Linked DNA regions of Sus scrofa: regions 1 and 2 are each linked to region 3. The links are chromatin contacts, called in public HiChIP or PLAC-seq maps. All regions are on one chromosome and are shown on one strand. Each heading gives the region's core, a stretch centred on a gene start, on an enhancer-like site or on the middle of the called end of the contact. The rest is flanking DNA. Distances are from core to core; before and after follow the strand shown. Region 1 overlaps TLN2 (talin-2). Region 2 overlaps TLN2 (talin-2). Region 3 overlaps TLN2 (talin-2).

Region 1 (3,888 bases), core at 326-2,825, 190 kb after region 3:
ACCAAAATGTCCATGGACAGAAGGATAGATGCTATGAATAAAAGGAATAAACACCAGCCAACAAGGAGAAGGACAGGCCTACACCTCACCTGACAGTGTGGAAGCATCTTACAACCATCAGGCTGAACAAAAGAAACCAGAAACAAGGACACACTTGAGATGTCTGTTTTTAGCCTATTCAAAGACAGGAAAAGTTAAGTCAGGACAGTGATTACGAGGAAGAGGCAGGGTCCCTGCCAGGAGTATCTGGGGTTCTGGCCCTGCCCTTTCCTGATCCTAACACAGGTTACACAGGTGTGCTCAGTCTATGAAAATGCATCAAGGTGCATGTTTATCATTTGTGTACTTCTCTGTTCTGTTTCAACAACACTGCATCAAGATAGCCTGAAATAAACATGAGATTTTTTTTTTTTTTAAAGGGCTGCGCCTGCGGCATATGAAGTTTCCCAGGCTAGAGCTGTAGCAGCCGCCAGCCTACAGCACACCCACAACAATGCCAGATCCAAGCAGCGTCTGCGACCTACACCACAGCTCATGGCAATCCCAATCGTTACCCACTAAGCAAGGCCAGGGATCGAACCTGTGTTCTCATGGATGCTAGTCAGATTCATTTCCACTGAGCCAAGACGGGAACTCCAAGGATTCTTTTTCTTTCTTTCCTTAAAAGGGCTGACTTAAAGACAGTCCTGTCCCAAGGCCCAGTATCCTATGTCCAGTCTTCCTCCAATGACATGCTATGGTTAAACAACACCAGCGGCCCTCTGCACACAACCAGCACGCTGTCCGGGTCCGGGTACCATGTGAATGCATCTAAGGCTTCCTGAGGCTCAAACCCACCAGGACACACTGCTAGCTGCTACAATCTTCTTCCCCTTGGTGATCTTAGAAATACAAGATTGGGTCCTAATATTAGTGACCTTTGATGGAAACAGCCAATAGGAATCACTGTCTGCCACAGAATGAATGCTTATGTTCCCCCAAAATTCCTAGGTTCAAATCGTAACCCCTAGGGGGAAGTATTAGGAGGCAGGGCATTTGGGAGATGGTTGGGTCATGAGGATGGAGCCTTCATGAATGGCATTAACACCCTTATAAAAGGAACCACAGGTAAGTCCAGAGCTCTTTCTACCATGGGAGGGCACAGCAAAACGATAGCCATCTGTCTATGCACCAGGAAGTGGCTCCTACCAGACACAGGAATCTGTCGGTGCCTTGATCTTGGACTTCCTAGCCTCCAGAACAGTGATACAAATTTCTATTGTTTATCAGCCGCCTGGTTTGTGGTACAGTTACAGCAACCCAAATAATGGACAAAGACACATTACCCAACAGTTACAGCACATGGGCAGGCACGTGGGGCTACAACTCTGCTCAAAACCCAATGACCTGAGGCCCTGGGTCAGACCAGAGGGAGAGAATGAGAAGCATGGGTCACCTGCTGTCTTTCTAGTAATTTCCTCTTTTTAAATTGTCTTAAATTGTTTCAAGAAAATTCAAGGAAAACATCTCTCAGGCAGGGAAAAAACCCCCGATGAGTCACAATGCAGTGGCCTCTCTGCTTAGTCCAAAGCAGAGACAGCTAAATGGCCCCAGGCCAACTGTAATCTGGAGGACACATGCCTGGGACAGAATCACAGGGAGGAGAAGAGTGAACTCAGTCCTGTCCCCCAAAGGACATCTCCTAAGACTCAACCTGCAGCCAGGGACAGGCCTGCACGTTCCACTGCACTAAGGGCCCCCACCACCAGTATGAATCAGATCATGATCTTACTGTCAACCTGCTACAGAGACATTCATACTCAACTTGCCCAGCATGTGCGCTCACACACACCCACATATGTGCACACGCACCCCCACCTCCAACTCCAATTAACTTCCCGCGGCTGAAAATTCATCTCCCAGGATATGCCAGGCTTGAGAAATCGTGTAAAGGTATGCCATTACTGAGTTAGAAAATACTTCCTCTTTTGGAATGAAATGCATTCCTATTTTGTCACCTTATGTTTCTTCCCTGGAAAGGTAGAAAGAGCAGATCGATTGATCTCCATTTTAATTTTTTTTTTTTTTAAACCAGACTCACTGGTTTCCAAACATGTGCCATGTGATGAGCAGACCCCTGGGAGCGGGTTTCAAACTATGGCCTCGCCTCATGTCCACTTGTCACTAAGCAGTTGCAATAGGAGAAGGGGACAATGAGAAACTGCCTGGCTGAATAGGTCCGGGGATGTGACAAGACCCCTCAACCCTGCATCAAACTCCCATTTCTTCATCGTATGGAAACCCTCCCCCACTGAGAGGTCTGGGAGACCCTCTAGGAATGGTACAGAAAACCCAGGACCAGCCAGGCATGGCTCTTTATTGACTTTAATCCATGTGCCATTACTCATTAGGTCCAGCTCAGAAGGAGAAATGAGAATCACAGAAGGACCGAGGTCCCCAAGGTGACACAGACTGCAAACTTGCCAGTTCTAATTCCCATCTCAAGGAATGAGAGGAGGCGTGGAGGGTGACCCTGCCTAATCCTCAACTTGGAGAGAGAGAGGAAAGGGGCCCAGGCACAAGAGCAAGCTTTGTCCCCAGTCACCATCCCCACAGGAGCCCCTGGCCAGCAGCGAGGACAGCACAGCCCTAACAGAGCTGGTCCGGGAGCTGCCAGGAATAAAAGACTCCATTGTTGCCTCTCGTGAGGTTTCCAAAGCCCAAGAAACAAGCCAAGGCCAGCAACTGTCAGGGAAGAGCAGCAAGTCAGACCTGTCACGTCACCATCACTTGAGGAAGACCTTTACCAGCTTTCTGGCCAAGCTGCCTCCCCACTATGGCTCTTTACACCAGGACAAGGAGCTCGAATCCCCACAGGCCATGGGGCAGAGGAGAACAACAGGGACTCTGTCCCACGTGTGCCAAGTCAGTGCTGACAACTGACAGAGACCAGCTCAGGTGGGCAGAGAAGGGACAAACTGTGATGTGGCCACCCTCCCTGCAGCCCACCCAGGGCTCCTCCACCTCACAAGTGGTCCCCACAGGAGTGCAGGTAAGCATCTGCCTTTACACTTCCCCTCACACTTTCCTTCTGTCAAGTCCCTCAGCCTGTTGTGGCCTTATCTAGAGACGGTCAAAGTGCCAACACAAACCAGGCAGCCTCCTGCCCCTCCAGATCCCACACCCTCATGCCAGCAGGATCCTTCCCTAGGCAGAACCACTCTCCCAGGAAGGCAGGTCATTTGCAGAGGCTCTTCTGCCAGTAAGGCTGGACCCCCGCGGAAGATAGGGCCCAGCTTCTCTGCATAGTCATCTGCTCCCGCCTTAAAGCATCTGAAGCTCAAAAATTCCCGGGAAACCCCAAGGAGATCCCCTTGACTAAGGGCAGACAGCACATGGACAAGTTAAACAGACAGCTTAGTCAACACTCACAGGGGTCTTTGGGTTTGGGGGTTTAATTTTTCTTTTCACAGCCACACTTGCGACATATGGAAGCTCCCAGGCCAGGGGTTGAATCAGAGCTCTAGGTACCAGCCTACGCCATAGCCCCAGCAACCAGGGATCCTTAACCCAGTAAGCGAAGCCAGCAATCAAACCTGCATCCTCATGGACACTCTGTCGGGTTCTTAACCCACTGGGCCACAACAAGAACTCCTCACTCACAGGTTTTAAGACCTAGTCTGTATGATATGATTACCTTCTGCCAAATGGTTTCCCCACCTGAACCCAATCCCACTGCCTAAGGCCAGGATGTCAAGGAGCCTGGTAACCCTCTTTCCTGCCACAAGGCAGCAGAAGGAGACAGAGCTAGAGAGAGCTGAGCAGTGAGACATTGTTCCAGCCAACACCCTGGGGCAATGCCAAGCCCCAGGAAGAGAAATGGCCATACCTGTGTATACTTCCAGTCTC
Region 2 (3,968 bases), core at 310-2,809, 140 kb after region 3:
CCAAGTGAGGCTTTCTTACTCTACCACGCCTTCAGACAAAGAGCTCACAGGACAGAGGAGGAGGGGAAGGGGCCAATAAAAGAGGAAAATAAATTCGGAACAGGAAAAAACTTCTAGAAAGACCTCAGATGGAGAAGAGCCAGGAGAGGAAATGGGCAGGGCACGCTATGGGAGCTCCACAGAGCAGGGCCAAGGGCACCCGAATGGCCACTAGGAAGCCTGGGAATTTCCAGGAAGGGAAAAGCAAAGGGGGAGGGTGGGCACTGTGTTTTCCTTCTCAGTCCACAGCCAGAAAATCACTTGCCTACTGACCTTTAGAAGGTGGTGGCATAAGTAAATCCACTAGTTACTTAAGAAAACTCTGGATGTCAAAAAAGCACTTTGGGGTTAAGTAGACAACATCAGTGTTCTATATTGCAGTAAGTGGAGGACTCAAGTTCAGAACAGGATAAATACCAACCATATGTTACATCAAGATATGCCATAGGTCCTTGATGATGCCAGGTGCCTGGGGACGGTTAGTTCAGATCTCAAAGCTACACGCATAGAATTCAGGGTCATTCTGAGGAAGGTCAGCATGTTTGTTTGTTTCACTCCAAGTGGGTGATTTTGTTGTTGTTGTTTTGTTTTGTTTTTGCTTTTTAATGCCACACCCACGGCATATGGATGTTCCCAGGTCAGGGGTCTAATCGGAGCTACAGCTGCCGGTCTACACCACAGCCACAGCAACGCCAGATCCGAGCTGCGTCTGCAACCTACACCACTGCTCATGGCAACGCAGGATTCTTAACCCACTCAGCGAGGCCAAGGATCGAACCCGCAACCTCAAGGTTCCCAGTCGGATTTGTTTCCACTACGCAACAATGGGAACTCCTCCAAGTGGGTAATTTTTACTTTTTTTTTTCCACACCTCACAGATTATCTACAGTAAACACATTACTTCTGAAATTAATAAAAATAAAACTCTTTAAATGACTACCGAGGGAATTTTTCAACTCTGTTTCAGCAGAGCTCCAAAACTGGCCACGTAAATCCAGGCATTCTCGATGAATGTGGCCAGGTCTTAAGGTATGAAGCATGTGGCCTTGGAAGAGCAGGCAGCTAATAGAGAAACAGCTTACAAGACAGCAAACAAAGCTGTAAAGTGAAAACTACCCGAGCTTTACAAAACTGTTTTCCTCCAACTCTCCTCTAGGCTTAATGACACCTAAAATGCAAAGATTAGCCTCAAAGTTGTTACCAGGAATCCAGAAGGAAGGGAGGCAGGTGACAGGAAAGCAGGGTCCAAGACCATTTATCACCCAGCCTTTACATTTCACGCTGACTTGCCATTTTGCCAAGTGGCAGTTCTCACAGCCGGCCTTTGTGTTCACATTTCCCAATTCCATCTCCAAACCTGGATCCTGAGCCAAAGATTTCGTCCCTCTCCCTTGTCCCAGAGCTGGGCCAGAAGCCAAGCAACAGATGACACAACATGCATCTTTATGGATCAATAGAGTTGTGATAACCAACTTTAAAGTCCAGAATGCAGAGGATCCCTCTCTGATATTGGCCCTTTCAGGAGAGCCCAGCTATCATAGGCCCAGTGCTTACTGCAGTGAACCTGATGCCCAGAGCCTGGAATGACTTGTCCAAGGTCAGGCACCAGTTGGCAGCACAGGCTTGCCATCCTGGCTGACCCCCCTACCCACAGCTTTTCCCATTATGTCACAAAGACAACCTTCCTCAGAAACTTCAAAGCCTAAAAGCTCAATTTACATCCTCTGAAGGGAAGCCAGCAATCCAAGCATTCTTTTTTGGCAACTCCATGTTTTAAAGGCACTTAAGAAAATCTGTCAAATTCAGAAAATTCAAGCTACAATATCGTTTCCAAGAAAAACAAGGCTTGTTTTTAAAAGACGCTAAGTAGGAAATAAGCAGCCTTGTCAAAAGGAATAGACCCCAAGTTCTGAAAAGACTCCTGCAGCTGAGGAAAGCTGTGATGATATCTTCCAATTCATGCATTAGACCGCCCTATTCCTGAAGGCACAGTCACCTGTCACCAGGCCTCCCACTGGGCCCATCAGAGGCCTAGGACAAAGAAAGCAATACAGACCACAAAGCCATGCTACATGCCATGCTGTCTGTACCCACTGGGGCTACTGTGTCCAAATCATGCTTCGCTGCTTTTCAGCTAGTATCTTAGTACTAACCCTTCATGGACATGAGACCCATTTATTAGTTATCTACCTTGGAAATCATCTTCTCCGAAATCAGTTATAAGATTCCTCAAAATAGATCTTTAGAAAATAAACAAGGAATGATCAGTGAGACTTCCATTAGGTACAGTATAAAATCATTCACCACTTTAAAATCCTGCAGGTCTAACTAGGTGTAATTAAAGAAAAGAGCCACTTCCAGAGGGCAACGCAGGCCAGTGTGGCTGGATTCCTTTCATTGTGTCTATTCCTTCCCAAGGACAACTTGCAGTCATTCTGCCACTTAGATATGCTGCACCAGAGCAGGTGGCCTTACAATTCAGAGGGTGACCACACCATGAAAAGCTCTAGCCAAGAATTAAGGTTTTTCCCAGGGCAGTGGAAGCACAAGCTTCATTCAGGGGAGAGCCAATCAAAAAACTGAGGGTGGTATCCAAGCAACCTCATGGAAGTGTGGCCCCCTCAGTTCAAGCCCAGCAGGGACAGAACTGACGGAAGTTCTCAATGGCCAGTCATGGATGTCCACCCTGGCCTTCCCCTTGGCCTCAGCCAAAGGCATGTTTGACAACCCCAGGCCAAGAGACACATGTGACCGGCTCAGGAGGAAGGGGAACAAAAGGGACTTTGTATAGCCCCGAATGCGCCAAGAGATGGCCCAACCCATATCCCTGGGCCAAATGGAAGCAAAAGGAGTAGAGACAAATCTCCTTTTCTTCAACAAGACGTGGAGGGTGCTTACCTATCCCAGTTCTCTCAGCCTTTTGAAAAAGATCACGGCCCATGCTCCCTGGAACAGTCTCAATATGCCCATGGCACATTGCACCTCTAAGTGGAATATTTCTAAACTCCCAAATGGACCCAAAAATGCCATTTTCAGTGGCACTGTTAGTGAGGAACAGCAGTGCTCTGGCCAAATGGCAAGTCCCCTCAGGTTCCCCGATTCCAAAGATGAAAATCGTGTTGACATATGGACCGTGGCAGGGCCTGCACATCCAGAAAAGATGGCCAAGAACAGCCTGTGAGAACTGTCCTGAAACAATGCTATCTTTCTTCTGCATCTTGAACTGCTCAAGATGACTATGCATGTTCAATAGCAGGACAAAGTGACTCAGTTGAGGAACAAATTCCTTTCCAAACAGCACCTCCCCCACGAAGGAATTTTACTTTGTGCCCAAGTCCAAGGGAGTACTGGTGGAGCCTTGGACAGCCACAGCAGAAATCCCAGGTCTTTCTTAGCCATGTCTAAGGACACTTTGTTGAACAGCATCTTCCTCCCCTTGCCTGGTCTTAGGTTTGCCTGCTATGAGCCTGGCTGTGTTTCAGCACCACAAGTCCCAGGACACGTCGAACGGCCCTTGCCCAGTTAGATCCCCATGTAAACCACAGCAAAGATGTCCCCTGCTTTGCGGTATGGAGGCCAGCCACAACAACACACCTCCCTATATACTGAGCACGAGAGAAACCACCACCATCTGGCTCCCTGGTGTGGTCCATGGAGCCATTTCAGCCAGCAGAGTCCTGGAGCACTCATTTTACCATGAAAAAAAAGAAAAAAAAAAACAAAAAAAAACACCTATGACTACCATCCATTTGGACATTCATTCCTCTTCCTCTCACCTGAACTGTAATTTTGAAAGAATTTGAGGAAAGAATGTTAAAAGGAACAGCAAATTTTAGCACACCACACTTCATCACTTGGATTTTTGTACTGCCTTTTTCTCAATTTCAATGTGTTGGCTTAAAGGAAGCCTGGTTTCAAGTCCCACCTAG
Region 3 (3,830 bases), core at 829-3,328:
CGGTGGGGGCGGGGGGGGGGGGGGTGTCGTCATCCTCAAATCCTTGGGGCTAGAAAGATCATCTAGGGAATGAGCAAGAGAGAGGAGACCTGAGGTCTAAATCCTGGAACAATGTTCTAGAATCAGGATGAGGAGGAACCTGCAAGGGGGCCTAGTGGCAGGGGAGGGAGGGGCATGGAGAGAAGCTGGGGCCAGAGGGAATTGCATCCAGCAGGAGGAGGCACTGCCTGTGCTAAATGCTAATCAAGGTGCAGGAAGATGGGCACCTAGATGGCAGCTTGGAGCTCTGTGGCAAAGGATTAGAGATGAATGGAAGGTGAGGCCAGAGCAGTGGGTTCATGAGGCAGATGAGGAGAAGGGCTGGCATGGCAGGTCCAGGGGCCTGCTGGAGGGGGCAAAGGAACAGGAGGTGGTTCTGATGATGCTTTGAAGGCTCGTTATCCAGAGGGTATTTACCATGTGGTTGCCGCAAACTCTGCATCGACGTAGCATCTACCCAGGTGTGGTTTCCTCCTTATTTTGGCACCAGGCACAGTCCCAGGTGCCTTACCATACCTGCTGCTGCCCAGGTGTGTGCAAGAGGAGAGTGGAGGAGTGGGCAAGCTTTGGTTCAAGCAAAGGCTGCTGGACTAGGAAGTTGTGGTCCAGGTTCAGTCCTAGCCCGTCCACACCTTAGAGGCTCTCTCTCTGCTCCTCAGAGAGCAGGAAGCAACCAATTCCCTTGAAAGGAGCCCCCCAGCAGACACACGATGCTTGGCCAACTCCTCCCCTTGTCTCCTCTGGGCATCTCAAAAGAGAGGCCACTACCCTCACTTGAGGGAAGACGTTCAACACAACAAAGGATGCCAGAGATTCGTTATAAAGTTCGTGTTCAAGTTTTTTACTATTTCAAAACAACCACTGCAAAAAGCAACAATAGCACTACAAGGGAACACATTACGCAAAAAGACAAGAAAAAGCAAATCGGCCACTCTCAAAGAGCTCTGCACAGTGGTCAAAAACTACAAGGCTTCTTATTCTTGGCTCTCTGTTTTATTATGACACAGTGTTCCCAAACATGAAGCATAAAGCAAGACTGACAATTTCCTGCATGGGAATGTCTCTTTAAAAATGCAAATTATGTACATAAAAATGCATTATAAACGACAAAATTATAAGTCAAGTTACTTCTATTACTATCACGCAAAAGGACTGCCCACATAGGAAAACCTCAGTGAGGTCTGAGACCAAAGTGGGTGGCGGATTCTTTATCATCCCACAGCCACAGCTGTTTCTAACAACTGCTCTTAAAAGTGAGAGTCTGCAGAACAGACAGACATTTGTTGGAATCAAGGTCCTGACTTACAGCAAAAAGAAAGTAGGATTAAAGCACAAAGCAACCTAGAGATGTCGGTGAAAGATGGGCATGTAATCAACAGCGGTGTTGATGTCTCACCGCAGATCTGCTCAAGCACTAAGAAAATCATGGAATTCTGACAACTCGTCATGATCGAACTTGACATTCCCTCTTCACTGTGATGTTCTCAGGTCAACACAGCACTGAACCTGACTACAACTGGCCACTCAGGTCCCCGTGTCTGTGCCCTCACCCCTCCTGCTAATTCCTTCCCCTCCAGACTGGGTGCCTAGGGGAGCTGACCAGCCTTCCTCTCTTCCAGTTTGGCTGAACGTGTGTACCGTTTCTTGCAGGGCTGTTATTCTCCAATCCTCCTCTATTTTATGATCCTATTCTTGGTCCTCCCTCTGCCCTAGTTTGGATGTATGCTATCTGATTAGACCTTAAGTCTGTGTTCATTTTTGGCTAAAAGACAGGGTATAAATGCATAAAACGTCCATTACTTTCCTTTTTATAATCTCTTCTCACTGTGACCATTCTGGCCCTGATTGTATGTGTGAAGGTCGCCTGGACCAAGGCAAGAACCCTCTGTGCCCTTCACTGTGGAAGATGAGCCTGTGGAACCAGTGGTGAAACCCAGACATTCTCTCCATTTCAAGTAAACACTTTTCAGTCCCAGGGAACTGAAAACAGCCCAGTGTGATGGCAGTGGCGCAAGCTGCCCAGGCTCACCCAGTCCTCTCTGGAACAAACAAGCCCAACTCAGCCAATACCTCCTCCTCTCCACAAGAAACACCCACCATTGGCCAGGCTGAGCAACCACCCCTTGGCTCTCTGCCCTGGTAAGTAAGGGCCATGAAATGCTCCCACCCCACCCCTGCCTGACCAGCTGCCGCCCTGAGCTGGTCACTTAAGTGCCATCTGCCTCAGTCTCCTCCCCTCTACAATAGGGGACAATAAAAAAATCTACCTCTAAGACTGCCAGAGAACCAAAGAAGTTCATATGTGTCCAAGGCACAGAAAAAGAGCTGGGTCAAGATTTGTTGTTATCATTTGTTAGTCATGGTGGCTGGAGAAACATTGGAAGACATCTAGCATATTCAGCCACCACCTGAGCTGCAAAATTCATCTGATTGTTTTTTTTGGCATCTATCATATACTTGATACTATCACAGGCATTAGGGAGCAAAGTCAGACAAGATTCCTGCCTAGTTAGAGCTCACCTTCTAGTAACCCTATTCACTATACAGTTCCTGTGTTCATCCTTATTCAAACCATACAACATGATTTTTCTAGAGGCAGAACTATCTTGGGATGAACTGTGAAGGAGAATATTTTCGTGGATCAGCAAACTCCTAGAACTTAGGCTGTTTCTCTTGGATGTTAGTTAAATTCCCTCTATCCAAGAGCCCAAGGTGGGGGGGAGGGGGGAATCCCCACTCTGCGGCAGAGCCGGCATCACAATAGGCCCTTGCCTTAGGGCTTGCCAAGAAGCCACCTGCCCAGGAGCCACATACTTGAGGTGCCACTGGCTCTGCACACTCTGCTATACATCAGAGGCATGGTGTTCAGCTGGCAGGACAACAGGACCAGGCCACCACACCTCAGTGGAGAATAAAAGCTACCCACCACTCCTGTCCTCCCCCTCCAGCCCCTAACTCCATTCTCACCCATCGGAAGACTGGACCCAGGACAATGGCTGTCCTGACTCCTTCTCTAGGTCTGTTTCTCTCTCAGCAGGCAAAATACAGCTCTGTTTGGTAACAGCATGCATCACATAACTGCATGTCAGCGTAAAGTGTGGGCCTATCTAAAAGCTATCATTCATCTGTGTGTATATCTCACTCCCCTGTGAACAATTCTGCTCTCTAATAAAAGCCCTGGAAAGAGCCTCCTCTTCTCTCTACCCCTGACCTGCTCCTGTGTAAGGCAGGAAGCAGGAAAGCTCATCTGACAAGTAAGACCACTTCATGACTGGGTCACATCTATGCAAAGATGCCCTGAAAGCAAGAGCCAGAGTCTCGCCCTCTGTCTCGGTCTCCTGGGCGTGTGTGCTCAGGTACCCTGGGGCTCTCCTTGCCCATTCAGACGCCATACAGAGCCCACCAGGCACACACAGGTGATGGTCACCATCTGGGAAGTTACACCATGTCCACCAGTCACTGAGAGGCAGGTGTCTTTAAGGAAGGGCCAGGAGGAGAGAAGGCAGGCTTCCCATTTTGGCCTCATCTCCAGTCCAGCTTTATCAGGGCATCACAGGCCTTCCTCAGTCATCTCACCTCCCCGCTGGTGAGATGCCAGAAGTGAGAGTCTGACTGGAGAGGCTCTCCTCGTCTCCCACATCAACAGTTTGTAAGAGCTCCAGCTAAAAAGCCTGGAGAAAACAGTAAGCAAACACAGCTGAAGAGGTTTTCCTACGTGTCCAACAGCCCCTTGGAAAAACACCAAGATGATCACACCAACTCCCCATCCCCACTTCTGTAACCAGGGTGAG

The links. HiChIP or PLAC-seq counts read pairs in DNA pulled down with a chosen protein or histone mark.
Region 1: an H3K27ac HiChIP or PLAC-seq map of skeletal muscle shows a contact between it and region 3, with 3 times the contacts expected there. The contact joins two enhancer-like sites. A contact is called at or near these places in 1 of 47 Hi-C or Micro-C datasets (skeletal muscle) and 1 of 2 datasets of contacts at active chromatin or transcription factors (skeletal muscle).
Region 2: a contact with region 3 is called in an H3K27ac HiChIP or PLAC-seq map of skeletal muscle. The contact joins two enhancer-like sites. A contact is called at or near these places in 2 of 47 Hi-C or Micro-C datasets (both in liver) and 1 of 2 datasets of contacts at active chromatin or transcription factors (skeletal muscle).

The regions. Positions count from the first base shown.
Region 1 is chr1:109,601,411-109,605,298 of Sscrofa11.1, forward strand. All of the region lies in intron 1 of TLN2 (talin-2), which reads right to left. Among named protein-coding and RNA genes, the nearest start is that of TLN2, 77 kb to the right of the region's middle. Within about 2 kb of position 1,576, at least 16 of the 83 cell types and tissues checked have an H3K27ac peak or open chromatin away from gene starts, as enhancers often do. A contact at or near this core is called in skeletal muscle, where this site is marked.
Region 2 is chr1:109,559,407-109,563,374 of Sscrofa11.1, forward strand. All of the region lies in intron 2 of TLN2 (talin-2), which reads right to left. Among named protein-coding and RNA genes, the nearest start is that of TLN2, 120 kb to the right of the region's middle. Within about 2 kb of position 1,560, at least 14 of the 83 cell types and tissues checked have an H3K27ac peak or open chromatin away from gene starts, as enhancers often do. A contact at or near this core is called in skeletal muscle, where this site is marked.
Region 3 is chr1:109,414,288-109,418,117 of Sscrofa11.1, forward strand. The region is part of intron 3 of TLN2 (talin-2); the gene reads right to left. Among named protein-coding and RNA genes, the nearest start is that of MIR190A, 190 kb to the left of the region's middle. Within about 2 kb of position 2,079, at least 29 of the 83 cell types and tissues checked have an H3K27ac peak or open chromatin away from gene starts, as enhancers often do. A contact at or near this core is called in skeletal muscle, where this site is marked.